2 separate regions of the Ovis aries genome follow, and region 1 is linked to region 2. Evidence: chromatin contacts called from public Hi-C data. All regions are on one chromosome and are shown on one strand. The core of a region is the stretch at or near the end of the contact, and the rest is flanking DNA. Distances in the headings are between cores, read along the strand shown. Region 1 overlaps LOC121820699 (a long non-coding RNA gene). Region 2 holds the start of CEP131 (centrosomal protein 131).

The links. A called contact is a pair of places that touch in the nucleus more often than the background predicts.
Region 1: a contact with region 2 is called in a Hi-C map of liver, with 2.2 times the contacts expected there. The contact joins the enhancer-like site here to the promoter of CEP131 in region 2. A contact is called at or near these places in 3 of 16 Hi-C or Micro-C datasets (hypothalamus, liver and skin fibroblasts).

Annotation. Positions count from the first base shown.
Region 1 is chr11:51,136,380-51,143,192 of ARS-UI_Ramb_v3.0, forward strand. It overlaps LOC121820699 (a long non-coding RNA gene), which reads left to right. Exons shown (of 2, transcript XR_006061389.2): 2 at 1-2,222. Among named protein-coding and RNA genes, the nearest start is that of BAIAP2, 5.9 kb to the left of the region's middle. Within about 2 kb of position 3,667, at least 2 of the 54 cell types and tissues checked have an H3K27ac peak or open chromatin away from gene starts, as enhancers often do. A contact at or near this core is called in liver, where this site is marked.
Region 2 is chr11:50,990,722-50,997,255 of ARS-UI_Ramb_v3.0, forward strand. It overlaps CEP131 (centrosomal protein 131), which reads left to right and starts at 3,789. Exons shown (of 26, transcript XM_042256764.1): 1 at 3,789-3,985; 2 at 6,424-6,534. The coding sequence starts at 6,439.

The DNA.
Region 1 (6,813 bases), core at 2,417-4,916, 150 kb after region 2:
GTCTACTGGGGTGCCTGGGCCTGCATGCTGACCCCTTCAGCAGCGAGGAGGTCTGAGCCACAGGCCAGGAGCCCACCAGTGATCCCTGAGGCCTTTCTTACTTAGGTGGGAGCCCTTTCAGACGGCAGCAGTGTCTGAGCGGGGCTGAGCAGTGCCCAGGGCTAGGGGTGGGCTGGGTGCTGAGGTGGTCCCCGTGCCACTCCTGGGAGTCAGAGGGGCCCGCTTAGGGTCAGAGCCACCTCTCTTCAAGACCAGCAAGTCATTGCCATGATGGAGAGGCTCTGCTTGTCTCACTGGCCCTGCAAGGACTAGCGGCAGGGCCAGCACCCCAAGCCCCCTGCCCTCGCCCAGACCAGGGGGTTGTTCTCCCTGCACTATTTAGGGGGGGGTAGTGGGCAGTGGCTTTCTATAGATGAGCAGCTCATCACGAGTCCCTGAGAAAGCAGATGGGCTGGAATCTGCCCACTGCTGGTCTCCCTGTCACTTCTGCCTGCCTGTCCTCACCTCTATGGGCCAAGCAACCAGAGAAGTGTGTAGCCATGGCGACCTGCAGCACCCCACCTCTGAACCTGAAGTCCCCCCATCCCCGGCACCGGTGATGGGGCCTCGCGCACATTGGGTGCCGAGCCAGGGTCAGCGGCAAGACTCTGACCACGTGGTGCTGCCGACACTGACCCTGGGTCAGCTGACCCCAGCACGGGTGGCCCAGGAGAAAAAGGCTGGAAGCAGGGAGAATCAAAGTGCATCTCTTCATCAGCTTATTTTTAGTCGCGTTATGTAAGTGGCTTCATCTCAACGTCACGTAGGGAGGGGGGGTCTCAGATTTAATTACAGGATGACAGCCTCTGCTTTTCAAGCAAGCTGTTCTCCTGGCAAGGCAGACACAAGGATCTGTGATTTTTTGCTAAACAGAAGGAGCCCTTTCTGAGGTGACCGCAAAACTTTCAGGGTTTTCACCACCATCTCTCTCTCTCTGACCAGCCCAACCGGGTTTCTGCGGAGCTTGGCCTAAGGGGGTGGCAGTGTGTCTCAGATCACAGGGAAATTTCGTGCCTGTCAAGGGAGCTGTTTCTCCACCACCCTCTCCTGGCAGCCTCCCCGTCTCTCTAAGAGAAGGATCCACCCAATCAGAACTCCTCTTCCTTTTCTCCTTCCTGGATTAGAGCACTTGTAATCGGCAACCAGAAAGTTCCAGAGCAGGAGAGAGAGGAGGCGTGGACACTGTCGCGTCTTCCCATCCTCTCTGGCCCTTTCTGCCTCCCCCCTCTATGCCAGGGCTCTATGACGGGGCAGGGCTACCAGGCCGGACTGTCCAAATTGTGTCCAGAGGACTGGTTTCTTGGTCCTCAGCCCACATTCTTCACACTGTCAGCGTTGTCAGCAAGAAGGCGTAGGGGTGCCTGGAGCCGGAAGCTCCGGGCGGGTGTGGTGGGGGAGGCCTGTGTCCTGCCAGCAGGAAGTTCACCTCAGCGGCCTCCAGCACACCATGGCCTAGTACGGCTGCGGCAGGGCCACGTCGCCTGCCACGGGGTGAAGCTTGGTGTCTACCTGGGACTGGTAAGGGCGTGGGCACAGACTTGGGAAGCCCCGTGATGGCCTTGGGAGCCTGGGCAGTAGGTTCCGCATGGGCAGGCTACCTGGGCAGGGTGTCGGAGGAGCTGAGGTGTAGATGGCAGAAGAAGCCTGGCACCAAGAACCATGCCTGGCACGTGGCAAGTGGTCAGTGTGTCTTAGAGATCGCCATCATCAGTGGTCAGAAGGGACCTTCCAGAGAGCACTCAAGCGCCCATGGGTGCTGCCCCCTCTAGTGGTGCTGCCGGAGATACCCAGCCTTGGTGTGGGCTGCGAGGCGACTTCCAGGAAACACGGGTGCCAGGAGCCACTGCCGAGCACACTGCAGCCAGGTGAGCCAGGCCATGTCTTCAGGGTGAGCCATGGGACTAGACACGGCCTTGATGTGCTGGGAAAGGCGGCACTCCTCCCCAGACCCGTCATCCCAGGCTTATCAGGAGAAATGTCACCAATCTCAGCAGAGGGACAGTCTGCAGACCCCCATCCAGCACGCTGCCCAAACCGGGGAAGTCTGAGCCCTTCGGGGCCAAGAGGAGCCCAAGAAGATGTGATGACCAAATGTCATCTGGGATCCGGGTTGGGTGCTGGAGCAGCAAGAAGACACCAGATGAAAGCTAAGAAAACCTTAATAAAGTCCAGACTCTAGTGAACGACAGTGAGTCCACGTTGGTCTGTTAACTGTAGCAAACACATCACAGCGACAAGAGATGTTAACAGGGCGGGGCGGGGGGATCTCTTAGGTGTGGGCTACCTTTGCAGTAACTGTGTAAATCTAAACAGTCCTAACATGTAAAGTTTACTCATGGGGGGCACCCATGGCCTTGGCACAAGCCTCCATTTGGCCTTCGGGTCTGAAGGAGGGGCCTGGACCTCAGCCCGGAATCCAGTGTCTGTGGGTTCAGTGGGCAGAGCAGTGGCCCTGTCCCCACAGAGTGCCCCAGGTCCACTCTGCCACCTGCTGCATGACGCCCGTGCAGGAGGCTTGGCCTGGGGTTGGGGAGGGGGGCAGCGCGTGGGCCTGGCTGATGGCCAATCTCCTGCCTCCTCCCTCCTCCCCAGACTTTTACTGAGATTTGCTCTTCCCTCAAAACCCGCCCCCCCTTGACCTGAACGTGGCTCAGAGGCTTTCGTCTCTCCGACCAAAATGTTGGCTGCAGACAGCACAGGCTTTACTCTGCCTCCAGGGATGGGTGACATTGCTCTTTCTGCCCTCGGAGGGACCTCTGAGCCGGGCCTTGCCTGGGAGGAGACGCCTGGTGCACAAGGGTCCTCTCCCCTCTCCGAGGAGGTGGTGAAGTGGTTCAGGTGCAGGTGGCCTCCCATGTCCTTCCTAGTTCAGCTTTAACCCTCTTATCGAGGCAGCGTAAAAAGTTCCCAGAGCTTCCTTACTGGCCAGGTCGGGAGGGGCCCGCAGGGGCCTCCACTGAGGGGCCCGGGGAGGTGCTGCCCTGTCCCCGCCTGGGTGGGGAGAGGTTCCCCAGCAACGGGCCCTCTTACATAATCCAGCGCATCGGCGTGACTCCAGGTGCCCGTGGGAGGCAGCGTGGGGGTGAGCGCAGGGGCGAGGACGAGTCTCAGAGTTTCACTCGGTGTTTCTCCCCCTCTTATTACATTTCAGCGTCATCCTGCGTCTGCCAGCTCGGTCACCCACTTGCTCGTTAGAATATATTAACTGACAACGTGGATTTAAATAACTCGGGCAGAGCCCCCAGACCTGGGCCTCCCGCACCGGCCCAGGTGAGGCAGGAGGGCTGGGGCGGAGGCAGGATGCCGGGGCGAGCGGCCTGCTTGGGCCTCGGGTCCAGAGCTGATGGGGCGGACTGGGAAGGGCAGCCCAAGCTCAGGGGCAGGGTCGGGTGGGCAGGGAGGAGCTAAAGGCAGGCAGCAGGGGACCCCTCCCCCCAGTCTCAGGCACACTCACCATCTTCTGTGCAAACCCAGCTTGTGACAGAATTCTCTGAGCAGGGGGACTGGAAGCTAAGGAAGTCAACGATGGCCCTCATGCAAGCCCCCTTGGTCAAAAGAACACAGTGTATTAGGCGAGGAGGCCAGAGGTGAGTGACCTAAGGGCTGAGCACCCAGCCGGGCCGCCCCAGGCATACTGGCTCTTGGTGGCCACTCAACTTCATGGGAAAGATGAGGCAAGAGGCTGGCTTCACCCTCAATATCATTATTTCATTTCCCTCTGAAACGCAGTCTTTGTTTTCTTATCCCTTGTAAGTGATCTCAAAGGTAAGTTCGGAGTGGAGAGGAGAAAGTCTGTTGTCTGGAACGTGAACTTAGAGGACATTCTGAAAAACAAGGCTGGACGTGTCCTCGCGGGTTCTTCCTGGAGGGAGGGTGGCCCTGGGCCTGCGGTGTCGGCTCCCGGCGCTGCCAGCGAAGCCCAGACACCGCCTCGCGTGCGCAGATGGCTTCCCTGCCCAGGCGGCTGCTTCTAATTTCAGCTGCTGGAGGCTCCGCGCGCTCTCTCTCTCTTTTTTTAAATCCCATGTTTATTTAAAGCCAGATTTTAAAATGTTGTCTTCAGCCCTGAAACCTGACTTTTTCTTCTTGCTGCAGATCCTAAAACCGCACTTAGGGTCCCACAGCTCCCAGAGGAGGAGCTCTGTGGCCGACTTGGGTGGGTCTGTGGGTCAGCCGGTCAGTGGGACAGAGCCCCCCTCCCCGCTGTCCAGCACTGTGGCATTTGGACAACTGGCAGATGTTTTCCTATCAGGGCAGTCTCATGTGGTGTCGACACAGCCAAAACATGGGCACCTCTCCGCCCCTGGACGTCCTGGGTTCTCAAATGTGTGAGAAGTGGTGTGCGATCTCGGGAAAGGAGCACGACCCCCATGATGCCAGGTGTTCCCAGGAGATGGGAGTCTGGAACCACCCACCTCGTCTCCCCATCTAGGCCCCGTGGCAGCAGGACCTGTCTGGTCTAGGTGTGTCCCCTGGAGGTGGGAAGGGACCAGATGGGCGGTTCCTACCTGGGGAGGGGTGTGGTGGGCAGCAGCTGCCAGTCGGTAGTTTGTGGGCTCCTCTCCCATCTCTGCTATCTCTGGCACCCAGGTCTCCCCATTTCTCTTGTACCTGGGAAGCAAGGACATTGAGGGGGGCACTCCCTGTTCTGACTGTGTAGACACCACACCAGACGGCTCAGATAAGAAAGCATCAGTTCACTGTCTGCAGGTTGGTTTGCGCAGTGTGGGACAGCTGATGCTGAACAATGGGAGGCTCTGTCCCACGGGCAAGGTGACCCACTGACCCACCCGAATGGTGGTGGGCACTCGAGAAACGGGAGGTCCCGTCCTTTTTAGTGTAACCACTTCATCTGCTTCTGTGGCTCACTCCAGTATGTCCTAGAGGAACTGTAATGAAACTGGACAGTGAGAGGCCAAAATCAGTCAGGGGGCCAGGCTGGGCTCTGGGGGCCTGCGGGGTGGTGGGGCAGGTGCTGGCTGGATACTTGTGAGGACTGAGTTTACTGGTCTGATCACAAGCTCCTACAGCAAGAGAGAGGCCGAGAGCAGAGAGGCTGGGGTCTTTTGAGAACTGTGATGTCCCGAGTCTAGTCTGCAGTGAAAGCCACAGGACTGCCCAGGTGGCTGGGAGGCTGGGTGATCCAGTGAAGACTGATCTGAGCTGATGCTGGCTGCAGGGCCACGGTGGAGCACCCCGTTCCTGTCTGGAACCAGGGAGTTGTCTGGACGGCAATCAAAGCTGCCGCCCAGGCTGTCACAGCCTCAGGAAGCGTGTAGTATTTTGGAATTTCTTCATTGATAGGTCTGGTCAGAAAGTAATAGGATTTTGAAAAAAATTATTTTAGTGTCAAGCTTGAGAATATCATTTGCCCTGTCAGGCTCTTTTTCTTTTTTTCTCAAAAATCAGAAGAAACATTATCTTCGTAGAGGTTCATGGAAAACTTCAGCTGTTGCCTAGCTGTCCAAACAAAAAGATGATTCCATCTATGGGGGAAAAACAATTTAAACGAATCCAGGTGACCTTTAACCCACAGTCCAATCAGACATCGGCTCCTGACCTTTGCAGTGTCGCTCTGTTGCTGGCAGAAACAGGGCCCCTGCAGAGATCTGGCAGCTCAGCCCCTGGAACCTGCTGCTAATTCTCACCCAGATTTTGAGGTTTTCTCTGCAGCTGCAGGAGCCGAGTCCTTTGTGCAGCCTCAGGCCTTGGTTTTCAGAGACCCTGGGCTTGGAGATGTTAGATTCGGTTGTAATTTTCCCTCATTCCTTGGCTTATAGATTTCCCACCGGGAAAACCCCAGAGACCTTGATTCCACCTCAGGTGAAGTCAAAGCCGAGGCTCCCCACCGGGCACAGGCTCCTGCTGGAAAGCTGTGGGCTTGTGGTGCAGTGGAAAGCTGAGGTGGTGCTTTGCAAGCTGTTTCAGGCAGATGGGGTCTCATGCGATGTCAGCTGCAGGAGCACGGCCCTGTGGTGCTTTGCAGGACAGACTCTGGCTTTCAGTCTCCCTGCCTGGCGTCTGGAGCTCAGCCTCCTCTGAGTTAGGCAGAGAGGACCGAGGACGCAGCCACACTCGTGGGCGACGTGACCCCAGCATCTTGGCTCCTGGTCTGCAGAGGACATGGGGTGCTGGCGGGCTGCTGGGCAGGGACACCACATCGGGGAGCCTCCGCTGCCACCTGGTGGACAGACACATGGCGGGCGATGAGCCGCATGGCAGGCGCAGAGAGTGGTGGCCCAGCCAGCCAGGTGGATGGGCTGCAGGGGGCGGAGGTGATAGGGTGGGACTGTCCAGGCTGGGGCAGTGATCTTGATCTCGTGCTTGCCCCTGAGTCTGGGTAGTCAGCAGGCGGCCCTCAGGGCACCGGCTCCGTGGGACCTGAACTCTCCTGAGATGCATTCTCAGACGGAGAGGAGTACCATCCTGCCAGGACCCAGCAGCGAAGAAAAGACGGTGCCTGGGAGAGGCTGCCTGGAACCTGCAGAGGGAAGCTGGGACTGCAGACTGCTGGCCATTTTCACTCTGTGAGGAAACTGCTTGCTGTGATGCTGATTTTCAAAGGGCCCCATGACATCCTTTTTGAGAAAATGGGGATAAAACTTAGCATAAAATCACCCATTTTAAAGTATACAATCCTGGGGTACTCTTTCTGCCCCCTTCTGATGCCTATGTCAGAAGCTTTCTCTATCTCCTTTATACTTTAATAAAACTTTATTACACACACACACACAAAAATAAAGTATACAATCCTGTCCACTTTAGTGGTGTTTA
Region 2 (6,534 bases), core at 2,539-5,038:
ATGGACTGAGTGCTTGTGTGCATACACAGTTGCTTCAGTCGTGTCCAACTCTGCAACACCATACTTAATGTCAAAAGGCTGAGTGATTTCCCTCCAAGATTGGGAACAAGACGGGAATGTCCATACTCACCACTTTTGTTTAGCATTGTCCTGGAAGCGCCAGCCACTTCAGTGAAACAATGGGGGAAAAGACAAATACAAAGGAAGAAATAAAACTTAACTAACCACAGAAAGCATGATTATTTATGTCGAAAATCACATAGATTACACAAAAAAATCCTATGACTGGCAAGACCACAGGCTGTTGAGTAAAACTGAATTGTATTTTCATATACGAGTGATATACGATTGGACATTTACATTGTAAAATCTGTTATTGGGGCGTCCCTGGTATAGGAGGATTCCACATGCCTTGGAGCAGCTAAGCCCCTGTGCCACACTACCGAGCCCATGCTCTAGGGCCCGTGTGCCGCAGCAGCTGAAGCCCGCACGTCTAGAGCCTGTGCTCCACAACAAGCGGGGCCGCCACCAGGAGAACGCAAGCAAGAGTACCCCCTGTCCACCACAGCTAGAGAAAGCCCACACGCAGCAACGAAGACCCAGTGTGGCCCGAAATAGATACTCTATGATAGCATCCCAAAACTGAAATAGTTAGGTATAAATCTAACTTGTGTGTATATATAGGATCTGTATGCTGAAAAATACAAAAGACTGATGAAAGAAAACAATGAAGACCTATGTAAATGGTGAGATACACTATAGATTGGAAGAGTTTTACTGTTAAGATATCAATTTTTCCCAAACTGATCTGCAGATTTAACATAATTCCCATCTAGTTTTTTTTTTGGGGGGGGGGTAAATGGAAACAAACTGATCCTAAAAGCTACAACCAAAGTCAAAGCAATTAGAATAGCTAAGGTCATTTTGAAAAAGCACACAGAGGGCTCACAGTACCTACTTTGAAAACATACTGTCAAGAAGCACTAGTCAACACTGGGATGTGTGAAAGTTTAGACATAGATCAGTGGGCCAGTATAGACAATTCAGAAACAGCCACACGGATATGGTCAGTTGGTTTTCCACAGGTGTCAAGGTAATTCAATGGAAAAAGGATAGACTTTCAACGCATAGTATTGAAACAACTGGAAGAAAAGAATGAACCTTGGCTTCTTCTCATATCTTACACAGTATTTAAAGTGAGCCATAACCCTACCTAGAAGTTAAACTTCCAGAAGAAAACCTAGCAGAAAATGTTCTGTCCATGGATTAGGCAAAGGCTTCTATGAGAGAGAAAAAGCACAAACTAGTAGAAAAAACTAGGCATCATCAAAGTTGAAGAACTTTACTTTGAATGGCAAGAACAAAAAGACAAGCCACAGACTGGAGATGTTTGCAAATCATAACTCTCAGGAAGGATTTATATCAAGAACATATAAGGAACACTCCAAACTCGATGTACAAAGTGGGTGAAAGATGTGGACGGACACTTTGCCAAAAAGGTATATGGATATTGGACAGAGAAGCACACAGATAGTTTCTCAACATTGTTAGGGAAATGCCGTTGAAGACCATGTGGAATACCACTACACACCTGTTAGTATTTTTTAAGAATATTTATTTTAGTTGCAGCATCCAGTCTCTTCATTGTGTTAAGATCTTTTGATAACGGTGTGTGGATTTAGTTGGCTCCAAGGCCTGTGGGATCTCCCTGACTAGGGATCAAGCCTGTGTCCCCTTCATTGCAAAGAGGATTCTTAACCATTGGACCCCCAGGGAAGTCCTGACACCCATTAATATTAGTATTAATTAAAAATAAAAATCCAGTAATACCAAGTGTAAGGCCAAGGGGGATCAAATGGAATTCACAGGCTGCTGGTGAGAATGCAGCATAATAAAAAGGTACATTGCCTTCCGGAAAAGTTTGGCAGTATCTTAGCTAAACACCTACCTACCTACCATACAATTCAGCAGTCCCTTCCTAAGTATTTACCGAAGTGACATGAAAACTTAAGTTCACACAAATGTTTAAAAGTGAATGTTTACAACAGTTCCATTCATAATTGCCCCGAACCTGAAACAACCCTTAAGCCCTTGGTTGCTGTGTAATAAAGGATGGTTCACCCACACCGTGGAATACTAGTTAGCAATGAAGAAAAGAGGAATAGGGAAGACTCATCTGGCTAGGTGAAGGAAACCAGACTCAAAATGGTACACAGCACAGGACTGCATTTCCAAGGCTCTGGAAAAGGCAAAACCATAGTGACAGACAGACGGCAGGTTGGAAGTGACTGGGACAAGGGGTGGGGAGGATACGGCTACAGAAAGGCAGCCCATGGTTTGGAGAGGGGAGAGAATGTTCTGTGCCTTGTTTGTGGTGGTGGTAAAACAGCTCTCTGTGTGTGTGCTTAGTTGCTCAGTCAATTCTGACTCAGCGACCCCATGGACTGTAGATGACCAGGCTTCTCTGTCTGTGGGGATTCTCCAGGCAAGAATACAAGTTGCCATGTCTTTCTCCAGGGATCTTCCCAACCCAGGGATTGAACCCTGAGTTGAACGCATTGCAGGGGGATTCTTTACCATCTGAACCACCAGGGAAACCTAAACAGCTCTCTGCATTGTCAAAACTCAGCTGTACACCCAAAAATATGATTTTTATTGATATAAATTAGAATTTTTTGAAGTAAAAATAGTATTTGATTTATAAAAATGGGACAAAAATGAGCAACGTGCTATTTGTTATTTTGAAGGGAAAAATGTTGGCGAGACCAGAAAGTTCGTGGAAGAGAGGGGGCTTTCCTGGTGAAGGGATCACAGATTGGGGGCGTAGGGTAGCTACTGGGTAGCGCTGAGCTGGGTGTGCCGGGTCCACCTGCGCGCTGGGAAAGGCGCACAGTGCAGGTAGGGAAACACGCAGGATGCCAAAGAGTAGAGCCAGCGGGGATAGTGGTCTGGACGTGAGAAACGATAGAAAACAACCTCCAGGCGTGGGGGCGGGGGTGCGGGGGGGAGTGGAAGTGGGGGATTAAAACTTCGGAGAAGGAGGCAAAAAAAAAAAAAACGGGGGATGGGGAGGATGGCATTGTGAAGACAGGAAAAGGACATGAAAAAATAGAAAAAGGACAACGTCGCCACCGCGCGGTCTTGGGTAGTAAGGAGGGGAGCGGGCATTAAGGGTGAGGGTAGGTGTCAGGGTCGCCCGAGCAAGGGCCCCTATTGACAGCTTCACAGCGGGCCTCCCTGGGACTCGCGGGTCCAGATCCCAAAACGGAGCTTTCAGACGGTAACTGGACCCAGGTGTCCAGACGAGTCTGGGCAAGGAGGGATCTCGAGTACCGCGCAAGAGCCCAGGGACCGCGTGGGATCCGCGGGACGGCATGGGAGCCAGGGGGACGACGCGGCCTGGGACTGAGTGGGAGCCCGGAAGGCTGGCTGGGCCCACGGTAAGAAGCAGCGCGGAGCCACCCTGCGCGATCCACGGCCCTCCCCACGCGCAGTCCCTTTCTCCTCCTCGCCCACCCCTCCTCAGAGGCTCCGCCTAGGGCCCACCCCACAGCAGCCGAGACCCCGCCTCCTGCGGCCATATCCAATCGGCAGCCCGCCGCTACCACAGGCCCCACCCCAGCTCCCTGTGGCTCCTCCCACGGTTGAACTTCTCGAAGGACAGCCGAGCCACCCAATGAACTCCCGGGACGCCGGAGTGGGCGGCCGGAGAGCCAATCCAGAAGGGGCGCGGGCAGGAAAGGCGGGCCTCCGTGACGGACGGGGAGGAGGTGCCAGGCTGTTTGGTTGCTAGCTGCCGCCGCTTGCCCGACCGCTTCATTGTCACCGGGCCTCGTAGTCGGCGCCGGGGCCGGGGGCGCGAGGGCGCGAGGTCCCGAGGTCGTCGGCCCGAAGCCTAGGCTCCCCGTGTCTCCACTTGGAGGGCCCCGCGCATCCCTCGCCGTTCGGTCCTACAGGCCCCGAGTTCCAGGCCCGCCTCACGCAGGTGAGAGGTCCCTGTGTAGTTGGGGTGGCCCCCGCAGGTGAAGAATCTCCAGGACCGGCGCACAAGGGCTGGCCTACGCAGATGAGGGGATCCTGGCCCGCGCAGGGAGGGGCATCCCGGGCTGTGCAGATGAGGTGGAACGTGCCGGTGAGTGGGCCTCGTGCCAGTGAGAGGGGGCTCGTGCCGGTGAGGGCGTCCCCGCGCCGGTGAGGTGGTCCTGGGCCCGCCTAGGCGGGGAGGCCAGCGCAGGTGAGAGGGCCTGGCACTCATACAGGTGAAAGGGTCCATGCAGATGAGGGGGGTTCTCGTGCAATTGAGGGTACTCAGAGAGGGGGAAGGTGCAGGTAAGGGCCCCTCAGCGCCCCCACACAGGTGAGGAGGGGCTCATGCCCCAGGGTCCGTGAGCTCCTACAGCCTTCCTGGGAGGATGCTCTTCCTGCCTTGAGCCAAACCCCAGGGACATGGGGAGCTGCCTGCAGGGAAGCTTCCCTGGGTTTTGGGACAGCTCATCCTGAGAGGTCCAGGTGGAGGCTCTGGACACCACCTTCAGATCCTGGGAGGGACACCTCTGTATGCAAGATGAGATCTAGTCTGGAGGGTTCCACGGAGAGTTTTTGTTTACCATCCCAGAGCCCCCCACACTCCTTGCTGCTCAAGGGTGCCAGCCCCTCCAGTGGGCCCAGTTACGCTGGGTGTGGCTGGTGCCTGGAGGAGAGGAGGGTGTTAAATTTCACTCACACTACCGGAAACACATACCCGAGGACACTGGCCTAGTGAGTGGCAGGGACAGCCTCTGCCTTCACTCTGGGGAATAGGCACCAAAGCCTCTGCTGTGACTGTTGGGGCTGATGGAGGCTGCAGTGCTGACCCTGGGTGATGATGGTGTGTGCCCGCTGGCCCACCAGAGTCCTCCATGCTATGGAGGGCTATGCTCATTCCCTCCTGGTCCCTCCTGGTGCCAGCTCATCCCCTCTGGTTACCTGAGCACGTGCCCATGCCAGATCCTGGAGTTGCAGGGTCCCCACCCTTGTGGACCTTACATTCTTACAAGGGCATCAGGCAGTGCACAGACCAACCTGTGTGGGCAGGTGGCCAAGGGAGACAAGTGAAGCAGGATGAGGGAGTGAGGAGTGATAGGGACGGGCAGTCCTCTGAGTGGGAGGGGCGGGGGCGCCTCATGACATCCCAGGGGAGGCTCAAGCAGATCGAAGGAGGGAAAGGGAGGCAGTGAGGAGGTCACAGAGAGCAGGGTCAGGTCTGAGGGGCATTGTTCTCAGTCCAGGCCTGGTGACTTTATTCCCCCTGCCTGAGTGTCCTCCCACCCTGATCTGAGACCCAGTTCAGAAAGATCAGCTGAGGCTGCTGTGTGGGGAGAGGCTAGGCTGGTCAGGCAGGGCCAGAGGAGGGGTTGCCATGGTTTTTCAGTTTGAAGAGATGGGGGCTCAGACGGGGGTTGTGGAGGGAAGGGACTGACGGGAAAGGGGCACCAGCCGGATGGCTGAGGGAGCAGGGTTGGAGGTAAGAGGCAGAAGAGGTCAGGACGAGACTTGAATCTTTGGTCTGAGCCAGTTTCAGAAAACACCCACTGGGGAGGGGCAGCTGGAGGTGGCAGTCAGGAGTCTGTTTGGGTCTGAGGTGCCATGTACTCCATGGTCAGCCAAGCTGGGAACTAGGGCATAAGGGGGTGGTGAGAGATATGCCTGTGGGAACCGGCCATGCAGAGATGGTGTTTGACGCCAGGAGGCCAGAGGCTGTCCCCTAGGATGGAGGGAAGAGGCCCAGGGCTGAGCAGTCGGATGGGGAAGGGCCAGCAATATACACTGTGGAAGTGCCACCCTAGGAGGGGAGGAGGGGAACCTGGACAGGAGAGTAGATGCTGCCTCCCAGGAGCTCTTGGGTATTCTGGATGGCTCTAAGGAGACAGAGGGAGAGTTCCGTGGCCAGATAAGTTTAGGGGCTTTAACAAATCCCAGTTTGAATATCGCCTGTGGGGTGCTCACGACAGGCCAGCCTCGTGGCCGCCTTGTCTGAACCTCATGATACCCTGCGAGGAGGCACTTTTGAAGGCCCATTTTACAGAAGAGGAATATGGGGCCTAGGCAGGTAGAGCACCTGTCATGGGACGAGGGCTCATACCTATGACTTTCAGCAGCCCAGGGTCACCCCCTGCAGTGCCCTTCCAGGGAGGGTCATCTTGACCCCAGGAAACCTCCTTTTGCTGTTAATGCTCAGCTTCCTGCTCTGCCACTCGCTTCTGCTCCTGATAAGGAGACAGCCACCGAGCAACAAGGCTGGTGGGCACGGCAGGCCTCTGGGGAGCTGAGCGGCATGCAGACTCGGACCCTCAGCCCTGGGCCGTTGGGGCTGAGCTGGAGAGAGTGTGCGTGCTGCCTGGGCCCTCGGAGGACGCCTGCTCACCTCCCTTATTCTCTTCTCAGGGCCACCTGTCCACCATGAAAGGCTCCAGGGCCCTCAGCGGCCCTGAGGGCAGCCTGGAAGGTGTGGACTTGAGTCTGACAGGCCTCCCTCCACCCATGAACCGGCGCCCC